2 separate regions of the Sus scrofa genome follow, and region 1 is linked to region 2. A link is a contact called in public HiChIP or PLAC-seq data. All regions are on one chromosome and are shown on one strand. Each heading gives the region's core, a stretch centred on a gene start, on an enhancer-like site or on the middle of the called end of the contact. The rest is flanking DNA. Distances are from core to core; before and after follow the strand shown.

Region 1 (5,789 bases), core at 3,194-5,693, 200 kb before region 2:
ATAACTGAATAACTTTGCTATACAATAGAAATTAACATTGTAAATCAACTCTACTTCGATAAAATATATTTTTAAAAATTAAAAAGGTTAAAAAAAAATTGAATAGGCCACTGAAAAACCTCATCACTTGCATTTTCCTAAACGATGAGGTCCAGCCCTCCTCCCTTGTGTGCTGGCCTTTGGGGTATCCGCTTTTACTCTTGTGTATCTCTTTAAATCTTTTGCCCAGTTCTCCCTGGGGTCAGCTGGGCTCTGATTAAACCCCCTTGGGTGAGGCTCAGGTTAACTAGTTTCACTTGTGCCTTGTTAGGGATTCCAGACGGTTCCCTTTTCTCCTGATGCAGGTAGCATATCTTCCCTGATATTCCCTGTGAGAGGCTGGTGGTGCTCATGGAGGTGAAACTCACCCAAATGTGAGGACCATGGATGGGCGTCTCCTGGGGTAGCTACTGCACAGCTGGACCCCTGCTCTCTCCCAGCCGTGGTCACCTATAGCTCAGGCCTCCCTGCCCACGCTGGCGTCCTGGAGCCACCTCTGCGGTAAGTCCTAATCTCTGCATCAGCCGCCTGTCCTCTCCATACAGGTCTAAGAAGTGGTGTTGGTCTTAGGTGGTTCAGCCTTTGAATTGTCCTAGGACAGGGGCGACTGAAAGGTCATTCCAGGCCAAAATGAAAAGTTACCTTTCTGCGCGTTTCTAAGTTGGGTTGTTTTCCTTTTTCTTACTGATTTTTGGGAATTCGTTACCTATCCTGGATGTGAATCCTTTGTCAGACATACATACTACAAAGACTGTCTCCCATATTGTGGTCACACCTATCTGTCTTCTAATGAACAAAAGTTTACAGTTTTAAGGATGTCGTTTATCACTCTTTAATGGGTAGTGACTTTGGCATTTTATTGCAGACAGCTTTGCCTAGCCCAAGAGCACGAGGGTATTCTTCCAAGTTTCCTTCTAGAAATTTTATGGTTTAGCTTTTATGTTTAGAGATAGGATGCCCTGCAAATTAGTATTATGTGTGATGTGTGAGGTCAAGTTTCATCTCTTATTATGCATATCCAATTACTCTAGAACTGTGGGTGAAAAATGCATCCTTTTCTGGATTAGTTGTGTCTGGATTGCAGTTGTGTCTGTGTCATGAATCAGGGGCTCTGCACACCATGGGCTGATTCCAAGCTCTACACTCTGTTCCTTGATCACGGATTCTACACTCTCTTAGTTCCTATGAAGTCTTGAAATAAGGTATCTAGTGAGTTTTGCTAAAGTCCTGATTAAAATGAATAGTTTGTAGATCACTTTTGGTGTACTGTGCTCACAATCAGGTCTGCAAATAAAGACAGTTTACTTCCTAAAAAACAAACAAACACAAACCTCACATCAGAACGCAAAGACTAAAGGAAAAAACTCAATACCCGACAATATGAAGTGCTGGTGACGCAATGGAGCAATCAGAGCTCTAGTACACTGTGGTGGGAGACAAACCAGGTCTAACACCTTTGAAAATGGCTCAGCACTGTTTTCTGGAGATGACAGTGTACATGCCATATGGCTCAGCAATTCTACACCTACACTTATAGCCAAGAGAAATGAAAGCACATAGGCATCAAAAGACACATGCAAGAAAGTTCCCAGCAGCACTCTTTGCAGTAGCCCCCAAATGGAAACAACTCAAACATCTATCAACAGAAGAATGGATAAATAAATTGTAGTATATGTATACAGTGGACCAGCAATGACAAACTACTGCAACATAGACACAGCTTACAAACAGAATGTTGAGTAAAATAAGCCTGACACAAAAGAATGTATCCATTGCAACACTATTTCTACAAAACTTAAAAACAGGTAAAACCAATACATGATTTTAGATGTCAGGATAATGGTTTCTTATGCAGGGAAGTAGTGCTCAAGAAGGACCCGGTGGTGAGGGGATGCTAAGGGGCTGATCATGTTGTGTTTCCTCTTCTGGGTACTGCTTAAAAGAATGTGTTTATTTTGTGAAAATTCATTAAGCTTGAAACTTGTGCACTTTTTTGTATATTAGAATTTGGTAGTTTTTCTTTTTTAAATCCCCAAATTAAAATCATGGGTACATTCTATTTCTTTTTCTGAGGGCATCTGTTTTTACTGTTTTCAGGTTTAGAGAAAACTTTTTTTTTTCCAAACTAAACTTATGGAAGTTTATATTCCAAATTTAAATCTAAATTTGGCTTGGTGTCGAGCAACCTCATAGGTGCTGGATTTGAAATATTAAATAGTTACATGGTAAACACAGCTCCTAGGTTCACAGGTCATACCTTCCTTAACCTTGGAAAGACCAAGTGTATTTATGTTTTGGGAGAAGGTAGGGACCAGATGACAGGAGATGGGATGGCCTAGACCAATGTGTGGTCATGGGAAACACAAAGATATTGGTCACTGTGTTCTTGCTGTTTCTTGGCACAGGCTTAGCCATTGGTTCTGTAGGTTTCTCAGTCTTCCCAGAAACACTGTTAAAACCACTGCAGGGCTGACCACTCATGAATGATGGAATTAGGGAGTTCCCACTGTGGTGCAGCAGAAATGAATCTGACTGGTATTCATGAGGATGCTGGTTCAATTCTGGGCCTTGCTCAGTGGATCAGGGATCCAGAGTTGGCGAGAGCTGTGGTGTAGGTCACAGACATGGCTTGGATCCTGCATTACTGTCACTGTGGTGTAGGCTGGCAGTTATAGCTCCGATTCTACCCATAGTCTGGGAACCTCCATATGCCATGGGTGAGGCCATAAAAAGCAAAAAATAAAATAAAATAATGATGGAATGAGTCATTTTCAAAACCCCTAATATGGCTAGGCTGGTTAACGAATAAACATGAGCATTGAACACAAAGGCGGTTTTACACAAAAGGTGGATTGTCAACACTAGGGTGAAGGCTGAGATCAAACGCCCAAATAAGAGCATTCCTGTGAGGGACAGGTGGCATTTGGCAGTGGTCGATACCCAGCCTTGATATCATGAAAGTAGGGATTGCCCATTTTGGCAAGTTTCAGTCTGACTTTATCTAGAAGCCCACATTCTGAGAAACGTAACCCTTGTGGCCCAAGCAGGGGTGTCTGTGAACTTTTAAAGTGAGTGTGAGTGTGTATTAGTGTGTGTGTGAGTGTGTGTGTGTGTGTGTGTGGAGGGGGAGGGGGTAGAGTGAGGATCAAGCTCTGCTTCAAGAACATTTAAATTCCATCTGAATTTCTAGTTTCCATGTCAACAAGAGACTGAGGAATTAAATGCCTCATTTAAAAAAATGTGATAAAATATTTTCTAAAAGTTTCCCACAAACAATAAGGGTGTATTTTTGCCTTCTCTAGCCACGATACTAATTTTTTTCCACTGACACTTTTTCGACTCTGTGGTTCATATGCTCTGTTTTCTTTCTCCCTAATCCCTCTTTAACTCCCTGAAATCTAATTTCCACCCTCACTGCTTTGCCCACATGGGCTCCTACTGGTCAACGGTTGCCAATTCTAATATCCAGAGTCTGTCTTTTGATCTCAGTCTCACTATCTTTTCTGCAGCCCTCATTATTTTTCCACCCTCTTCTTCTTGGAAAACTTTTATCCTTTCACATTTCCAGCATTAAACTCTCCTGTGTCCCTGCTAACTTTCCACTAATCCTGAAGTTGCCCATGTGCCTCTGGTTCCCCCCCCCTTCCCCCGACATCCCTGCCCCCCACTACCCTTGGGTCTTCATCTCTCCTTGCTGGGCACCCTGAGGCATAGAACTTGTCTCCGACCTCAGGGCTGCAAGCACGGGGGCTGATGACTCATAGGTTTGCAGCTCACCTCCTGCCTGTCCCTCACTCAGGGTTTATTCCCATATCTCTGGCTGCTCACTGGTCATTTTCACTTGAAAGTCTTCCCATCAGTTCATATCCCACAGTCTCTAACTGAGCTCATCACCTCCCCCACAAAACCAGTTCCCCTTCCAAGTTCCTTGTCTCGGCCATGACATGCTTGTCTCACGGTTTTTCCGACTCACAACTTCGAAGTCATCTTTACTGTTTCCGGTGCCTGGATCCTGGCTTGCCCCCCAGCCCTTCCCCGTGATGCTTGATATTCTTCAAGTTCTACTGTTGTCCACTCCCCCCACCAACCCCTTATTCTCTTTCATCCTTTCCATTTCTTAATTTGGGTCTTCAGCATCTCATGGCTATGTCACTAATTGCCCTTCCCTGCCAACCTGCCTGACTCCAGCCTCCCATACTCCAATCTGATCTCTTCTGCTCAGTTGCTAAATTTCCCCAGAACTCTGCATTTTCTCATCATTCCTTGCATCCAGCTTTTGAGGCATTTATATTATTCATTGAGCTTTCTTGGTTTCAAATTAAAAAAAAGCAATGCTCCTTGAGTACACTTATGTACCATGTGCAATGACAAGTGCTGGTGGGTGGGGATACAGTTAGGAATAATTGCACCATCTGAGCACTCAAAGAGAGGCCTCACAGTCACACCACCCTACCCATCTAGATTGAGAAGAGAGACTAATATCCAAATAATAGGAAGGATGAAGGAATAGGGACAAATTAGAAAATTGCAAAAGCTGCTTGTGGGCTGGGAACGGAACAGGAAGCCCTAGGGAGCCACATTCTTATATTTCTGTAGTGATGGGTGCTGATTTCAAAGTTCTGCCTATCTTAAGACTGGAGGGTGATGAATTTTCCTAAGAACAAAAGAATAGTGAAGGAGACCATGAAAGTTTGCTGTTGATTTTGTTTCCCCTTCTAGCTTATAAGCTTTTTGAAAAAGGGACCAGATGAGTGTTAGTCTTTAAATTTCACAGTGCTGGATTAATCTCTGTACTTCCAGGAGTTTTTAGCAAATTCCTAATGATTCATTATTTGATTGACTGATCCTAGTTAGTGCCACTGAATCTCTTTGTGATGTCTACTGATTCAGCCAATCTTGAAGCCCAAGTTCAAGTTCTCCAAAGGTAAATTTTTATAGTTTAACAGTGCCAAGTGACAGGGTTCTATGATTTGTTTCAGCTCTGCTAGGCCAGTCACATTTACATACAACTTCTTCAGAAAAAGGAACAAGGATAGACTCTTTAAATTCTCTTACACCCAGATGTTGGTGAAGAATATATTGGAAGAAGATAAAATAACCAAGAAAATTAACTTAAGAGGGAAAGAGGCTAAAAAAGAAGCCATGGAGTTAGGGAAAAAAACCTCTTTTTTACTTAAAAAGGGAGTGTGGGTTTCCACTTTGTTTTTTAAAATCACTTTTATTTTCCTACCCATAGCAGGTTGATAAAATCCAGATAGGTATTTAGCTAGGTTAACTCTCTGGATAGCTTTGTCAAGTGATATTTGTCAGGAAAAAGTGGTGCATCTTGACTCCCAGTACAGACCACTGCAAACCACAGGCAAAAGCAGGAGATTAGAATTCCAGAGATTTTTACTCCATTATTCTTCGAAAACCCCCGCCTTTGGTCCACCTCTTCACCTCCTAGGAAACCACTCTTTTCCTGTCCTAATGAGTGTATAGCTGTCTCCACCAACAGACAGAGGCAACCTGGGCACTCTTTGCCTTGCGTTGATAAACTTTGCAAAACAACGTAAATGTATGCTGTACATGAAAACAGTACAGACTGAAGTGGTGGGGTAGTTCCTCTGAAAAATCTGAACATGGCTGTTGACACATTTCCCTGGGGGTACTGGTATAAGGCAAAAATGTGACATGAAATGGAGGTATATTGTTTGAAGATTGCAGCTAAATCTCAAACCCTCATGGCAAGGGAAAGACAAGTCTGGCAT
Region 2 (6,648 bases), core at 1,400-3,899:
CCATTGTGACTCAGCAGGTTAAGGACCCGATGTTGTCTCTGTGAGGATATGGTTTCAATCCCTGGCATCACTCAGTGAGTTAAGGATCTGATGTAGCCGCAAGCTTCAGGGTAGGTCTCAGATGTGGCTCGGATCCCATGTTGCCATAGCTGTGGTATAGGCTCCAGCCATAGCTCTGATTCAACCCCTGATGCAGAAACTTCCATTGGTGGCAGGTGCAGCTGTAAAAAAGAAAAAAAGAGGAGTTCCCATCGTGGCACAGTGGTTAACAAATCTGACTAGGAACCATGAGGTTGCCGGTTTGATCCCTGGCCTTGCTCAGTGGCTTAAGGATCCGGTGTTGCCGTGAGCTGTGGTGTAGGTTGCAGACGTGGCTCGGATCCTGCATTGTTGGGCTCTGGCGTAGGCCGGCGGCTACAGCTCCGATTGGACCCCTAGCCTGGGAACCTCCATATGCTGCGGGAAGCGGCTCTAGAAATAGCAAAAAAAAAAAAAAAAGAAAAAAAAAAGGAAAGAAAAGAAAAGAAAAAATGGAATACCATATACTGATTTTAACTTCTGCTAACCCCAAAGTTATGATTAAAGATTTTCTAAAATATTTGGGTTTTTATAGCCTGAAATGATGCTCAAGTTGAGTAGCATGAGTCCCTTTTTCTCCCTGAAGAATTAAAAAACACTGAAGAATTAAAAACCAAATATCTCATCTGGGGAGGGGGAGCATATTATAGAGTAAATTAGAGAAATGGTAACGGCTGTAAGAGTTAAATAAACACACACACATTGTTTAATATTTATTACTTGGCCATATTACCCTCTACACACACATATATACATGGAAATCATTTTTGAAATTTACTAAAAAATCCATGAAGACTTTCACTAAGATTCTTCATTAATAATCTTACTGTTTACTAGGAATCCGCTTCTGCTCTCAAAGTTGGATTTTCTGCTCCCAAGAAGATTGGGCATATTTCACAGAGACAGAGGGTGACTTTCAGTGCAGTCAAGGTCTGTTGAGCTCTTTGGCCTCCTTATTCCCTCATCCTGCCAGCATGTGCTCCCCTACCCACTTTGGAGCACCCAGTGACTCCCATAGGATCTCACTACAAGCTGGTGCCTAGAAGGGGAAGCCCTCTTATAGGGAGAGCTAAACCTTGAATCCATTGAAGCAGATTTCCCATGGGTCTGTTGAGCATCTGGGGCCAAGGGATGGTTTTTCTCCCAGGGGTTTTCTGACTGCAATAGAAGACTCTTGGGGCTTCAAGTATGGATGCCAGGCAAAGTACACACAGCAGGGAGCCAGGCAGATGTGGTCTCTGCCATCCTAGAGTGTGCTTTTGTGCTTTCAGGTTAACCAGTCTTTGGTCCAATTGAAAGGCATTCTTGTACTCAATTTTAAAACTGAGACACAGAATATTACAATGCAATTCCATTTGTATGGAAAATACATATATATATACAACAGTAAATAAGCATGCATATGCATCTATTTGTCTATACTTTAAAAGCACTCCAAACACTAGAATAATACTGTATGATGTAGAGAGGAGGGAAGCATTTTTATTTTCAATATATATCTCTGTATTCTCTGCTTTAATTCTGTGTGTAACTTATAACTTTAAAGAAATCTAGTCTTAAAAACCAAACAAGGCATCCAGGTATGTCTTTATAAATAAACAGGGAAAGGTATATTGTTGAATGGAAATGCAATTTATAAGTATATCATGGAAGATTTCATTCTTATAAAGATAGATAGATAGATAGATAGATAGATAGATAGATAGATAGAGTATCTGTGGGGGGAAAAGAAATGAGCCTATAAAACAAATTGCTATCCAAACTTACCTTGGAGGTTGTGCTGAAGGAGAAGTCTTCTTATTTTCTATGTTACACATTTCTGTAACATTTGACTATTTTTTTCAGCGAGCATGAATTGATAATCAGAAAAAAAAATAAGAAAAACATTGTGATATGCCAAATAACCTCAGCTAGTTCTTTTTCATTTAAGTGATAAAAATAACTTAGAGGATAGTAGAGCAATTATTTTTTTCCTTTCTGGTAAAGAGCCATAAGCATAAATACTGACCAAGTACTAGTTTTTCCAAATCCCTATCATTCTCATTTGATCTTCAAAGTCCTAACTCTGAGAGGATTGCCTAGAACTCTTCAAGTTCAGTCTGGAGTCTTTGCCTCCATGGGAAAGGCCTGGAAGAGATGCCATCCAGCCGTGGAAATTTGGATCCCCCATGGGTCACTAGCCTTTCCTCAGGGCCGCCTTTCCACAGCATGCCACTGGCAAAGGATGTTTAGTTTATCCGAGGGGCAAACCCCTTTCAGGCCTTAACCCTTCAGCTTGACCTTGTACCCCCAAACCTTTGCTACCTTATGGGCCTCATCAAGATGTAGCAAGTAGATTCAGTTTTTGTTTTACTTTCGGAGCACTCATTTGAAGGTTTTCATTTTGAATTGGCCTGAATCTGGGTCTCAGAGCCACACACAGCTAGCGGCAAGCTCTTGCAAGGCAGAGATGGCCTAGGCAGGCTTGTCTGTACTTTCACTTCCCACCCAGACTCCTGAGCACAAACTGATGATGGGCGATTGCATCAGATGCACCGAGGCAGACCAATTAGAAAATCCTGAAATCCCCTTGATGACACAGCAGGCATGAAAGCCTGTTTGTGCCATATCACATGGCTAAATTTAGATGTAGTCTGGTTATTTTACAGCAAAAGCTCTTGAAAAGAGGCAGAGAGCAATCCAAGGATACAAAAAAACCTGCCCGGGCTGGTTAGTCTTCACTTATTTTGTAACGCAGACAGAGGAGGAATTAGTTCCAACCTCAGCCAGTTGCAACAGAGTCCTTGTTTCCATGAAGCTCCTCTGGAGAAGGAAGTGCCTTCTAGGTGCTCGGGAGCTGATGTCTGCCAAGCCCACACAGGATGTAAGCCGGGAAGGGTAACTGGTATCCTGGAAAACAAGTCAGTTATACAACACTGAGTTACTGACAGTGCCCTAGGAGTGCTTAAACCATGGTAAATCACAGGCATATGAATAAATTCATGCATTCTCAATGGGACAAGAATCAGTAGCCAAAGTATTAATAGTGCCAAGGGCATCATTCATGTTATCAACACACTGTTTGGAACCCATGCATCAGATTGACCTTTTCATTCATGTGAGAAAAAAAAAAAAATTGGACTTTCAGGACATGTTATCTCTAAACTATGGAGCTTGTCAATGTTTTCAGTCATTGATACCAACAAGAGCAGCATTATCCATTTCAGACTACTTGGTATTTGACAATTCTGTTTTTCTGTCATAGATTCTGTTTTTCTATGTCAAGGTGCAACAAACCATCTGGGTATGTTAACCATTCTTTTCTTTGAGAAGAGCTCGTCTTCTCCAGAGTCTTTCTAAATATTTTAATTTACAGAATAGAGTCTTTCCACCCCTTCTGAACTATGGGGCTGGAGAGCTACCACCTTAGGTGTGCTTAAAAATTTTCACATGTTGGCACCTGTCAGTGCTTCATCTGCTGATGAGTTGATTGATAAAAATCTTGAAAGAGTGGAGAGAAGCACAGATAAGAATTAGAATATGTGTGTCAGAGAGGAACACAGAATGGAAGCCCAAAGGGCTTTGAAAAACATGGAAATCCAAGTTGCCCTAGGAGAAGACCAGTGAACAGGAATGTATACAAGAAAAAGATCAACAATAACAAAAAATATACCCCCATGCTTTCTTTGCTAAGGATGTTCTTTGCTAAGGATGTAAGGTTGTCCTCTTTCCCACGTATCAGTCATGAAGGTGCTGGCCCTGAAGAAACACAAGTGCACTGAAACAGAGGATCTCACATTTCAGAACCCACAAATTCATGTGTAATTTGTCTCAGACAAAGCATTGAAGTGATTTACATAAACAAGAAAAAAAAAAAAAGGAGCCCAAAGAAGAAAAAGAAATGAGTTAAATAAGTAAAAAAAGTCATATAATTATCATGATAAATTGGATATAATTGTATAGCTATATATGTGTTATTTTATGTTAATAATAATATTTTATGTTGGTTAAGCATAGCACTTTTATCAATATCTCAAGCTTCAGTACATAACTCTTTCAAAGATCAAATTTATCATGAACTACAGATTTTCAGAAATATACCTTCTGCATTGTTCTGATCTGTCTTCTTTACCCCAAAGTTTCTAACAGACAAAATTTGGGGTAACAGTCAAAGTTTGGGGTTCCATTTGTATTTCTGTTGCTTCAACCATATCCGTAAATTAGAAGAAACCAGTGAATGGGTAGAAACAATTTGAAAATGACTTTGCTAGTTTAAAAAAAACACGCATAATGCAAAATCTGAGATGAGTCAAAGGGAGACATCGCCCAAAAAGAACACACACACACACACACACACACACACACACACACACATACACACACACACAGAAAAGAAAGCTATATCATTAGACAAGTTTGTTCACTTTCCAACAACAAGTGACTCATTCACCAGTTCATTTGCCACATACATTACACGACTTGAATACAAAACGGTATTTACCTTTCAACAACGACAGCAAAAGCCCCTAAGGTCTCGCATTACTTCAGTTTTCCCCTAAGTTTCTCAATATGCTGAACTAGTTTATTACCCTTCAGAAGAGCTGATCTGTGGAACTTGAAGAGACAAGGAAAAACAACCAATTATTTTTATACTTTGCACTAATAACAGCTACAGTCACTCTTCTTGCCCAAGGCACTTTCTCCTTTCCCTTTCACTGGGAGCTAATAAATAGATAGACGGGTGGGACAGATAGATGATAGGTAGATCGACAGATAGACAGATAAACAGTTTTAAAGAAATAGTTATTCAAAAGCCCCCTACAGAGCTGAGTATGGATCAAAAGCTACCTAAAATTTTAGAAGAAAGTTTCTAGAAAAACACAGCAAATAATGACTCAATGGTTACCTCAGGAAGAGACCAGCAGCATTACGTCTGGGGTCTGCTGGTTGTGTCTTACTTGGGGGAGAGGCTTGTTGATAACTCAAGCTTTTTCTGTCAGAGCTTTTCTCACCGGAGTAGGGGAAGGGCTCTGTGTTTCTACATGGTCTGTGTGACCTCACACTTACGGCTTCTGGGACAAAAAAAAAAATCTGGAATTTTATGTTATTAAAGTACACAAATGATGAATAAGTGAGGAGATTTATCAGCTTCATATTTATACATAAAGTAAAACCAGAACATTTCAGTATTGGTCAATGCTATGTGGTAAGTACATTCACATTCATTTTATGAATATATAAATTTATATATATTTACCATAGCTTTCTAATTTTTTAATTTTTAAAATAAAGACAAATAATAAAAAAGCTTCATATTGCTACAGAAAAAAAATTTTACTTCATGAATCAATGAAAAAAAAATCTAGTGTTTTTTCATAAGAAAAAGTTTGCCAACAAGTATTTTATTTCTAGAACCAAGGCAGAAGTTTTTTGTATAAAATTGTCTGCCAGATATTTGTTGTTTGAGATCAGGAAATATTAAAGTCTATTTGTCTGCCAAATATTTGTTGTTTGAGATCAGGAAATATTAAAGTCTATTTGAAAGTACATAATGAAAGTCATAGAGGAGGATTAACAGCTTAAATGAGGAGTTCCCTTGCTCAGTGGGTTAAACATCCAGCATTGTCACTGGTTAAAGATCTGGCAGTGGCTCTGGTTACTCCTATGGCGTGGGTTCCATCCCTGGCCAGGGAACTTCCACATGCTGTGGGTGCAGAAAAAAACAAAGAAAAATAAAAAAGAAAGAAATCTGGATTTCTAGACTAAGTTCTGATGCTAATGTATTATTTGAACTCAGCAAATGTCTTAGCTTCATGTGGGTCTCAGTTTCCTTATTTAAAAGTAAAGATGAGGAGTTCCTGCTGTGGTGCGGTGGAAATGAATCCATCTAGGAACCATGAGGTTGTGGGTTGGATCCCTGGCCTTGCTCAGTGGGTTAAGGATCCGGCATTGCTGTGAGCTGTGGTGTAGGTCGCAGACATGGCTCGGATCTGGCATTGCTGTGGCTGTGGTGTAGGCCAGCGGCTACAGATCCGACTGGACCCCAAGCCTGGGAACTTCCATATGCCACGTGTGTGGCCCTAAAAAGACAAAAAGACACACACATACAAAGTACATTCCTAATCTATGCATTACCAATTACAGTGCCATAGGCTTCTGGGCACTTAATGAGTCTTATGTGAGAGCCATATCCATCTTGAAACACAAAAAAGATTTAGTCTCTCAAGGCTTGACTGTGGAGCGACTCTCTCTTTCCATGTTGGAATTTTATTGCACCTGACATCCAGATGGGAAAAGGTCAAATGTCCCAGAAGTGTCTGATAGATCCACTTTAATTGTGGTGTAAGTGTGTGGTGATTAACATCCCCTATCCACATTCTATCTAATTTGCAGTGTTTTGAGTCGAAAGTTGCCCTGACCACATGCCACTGGGTTCTCTTTTACTTACAACAAACCCAGACTGTTTGGTTAAATGGTTGTTCAATGGGCATCTCTAGCACAGATAGAGTAGAGTATCCTAGTTCTCAGCCGAATCCTGCAGTCAGTTGTAACATCCTGGGAAAATAGTCAATTTAGCCTGTGATTCATGTT

The links. HiChIP or PLAC-seq counts read pairs in DNA pulled down with a chosen protein or histone mark.
Region 1: a contact with region 2 is called in an H3K27ac HiChIP or PLAC-seq map of alveolar macrophages. The contact joins two enhancer-like sites. A contact is called at or near these places in 1 of 47 Hi-C or Micro-C datasets (fibroblasts) and 1 of 2 datasets of contacts at active chromatin or transcription factors (alveolar macrophages).

Annotation. Positions count from the first base shown.
Region 1 is chr1:72,034,050-72,039,838 of Sscrofa11.1, reverse strand. No RefSeq gene overlaps it. Among named protein-coding and RNA genes, the nearest start is that of PRDM1, 270 kb to the left of the region's middle. Within about 2 kb of position 4,443, at least 2 of the 83 cell types and tissues checked have an H3K27ac peak or open chromatin away from gene starts, as enhancers often do. A contact at or near this core is called in alveolar macrophages, where this site is marked.
Region 2 is chr1:71,833,177-71,839,824 of Sscrofa11.1, reverse strand. It overlaps a transcript of PREP not described here. Among named protein-coding and RNA genes, the nearest start is that of PREP, 200 kb to the right of the region's middle. Within about 2 kb of position 2,649, at least 13 of the 83 cell types and tissues checked have an H3K27ac peak or open chromatin away from gene starts, as enhancers often do. A contact at or near this core is called in alveolar macrophages, where this site is marked.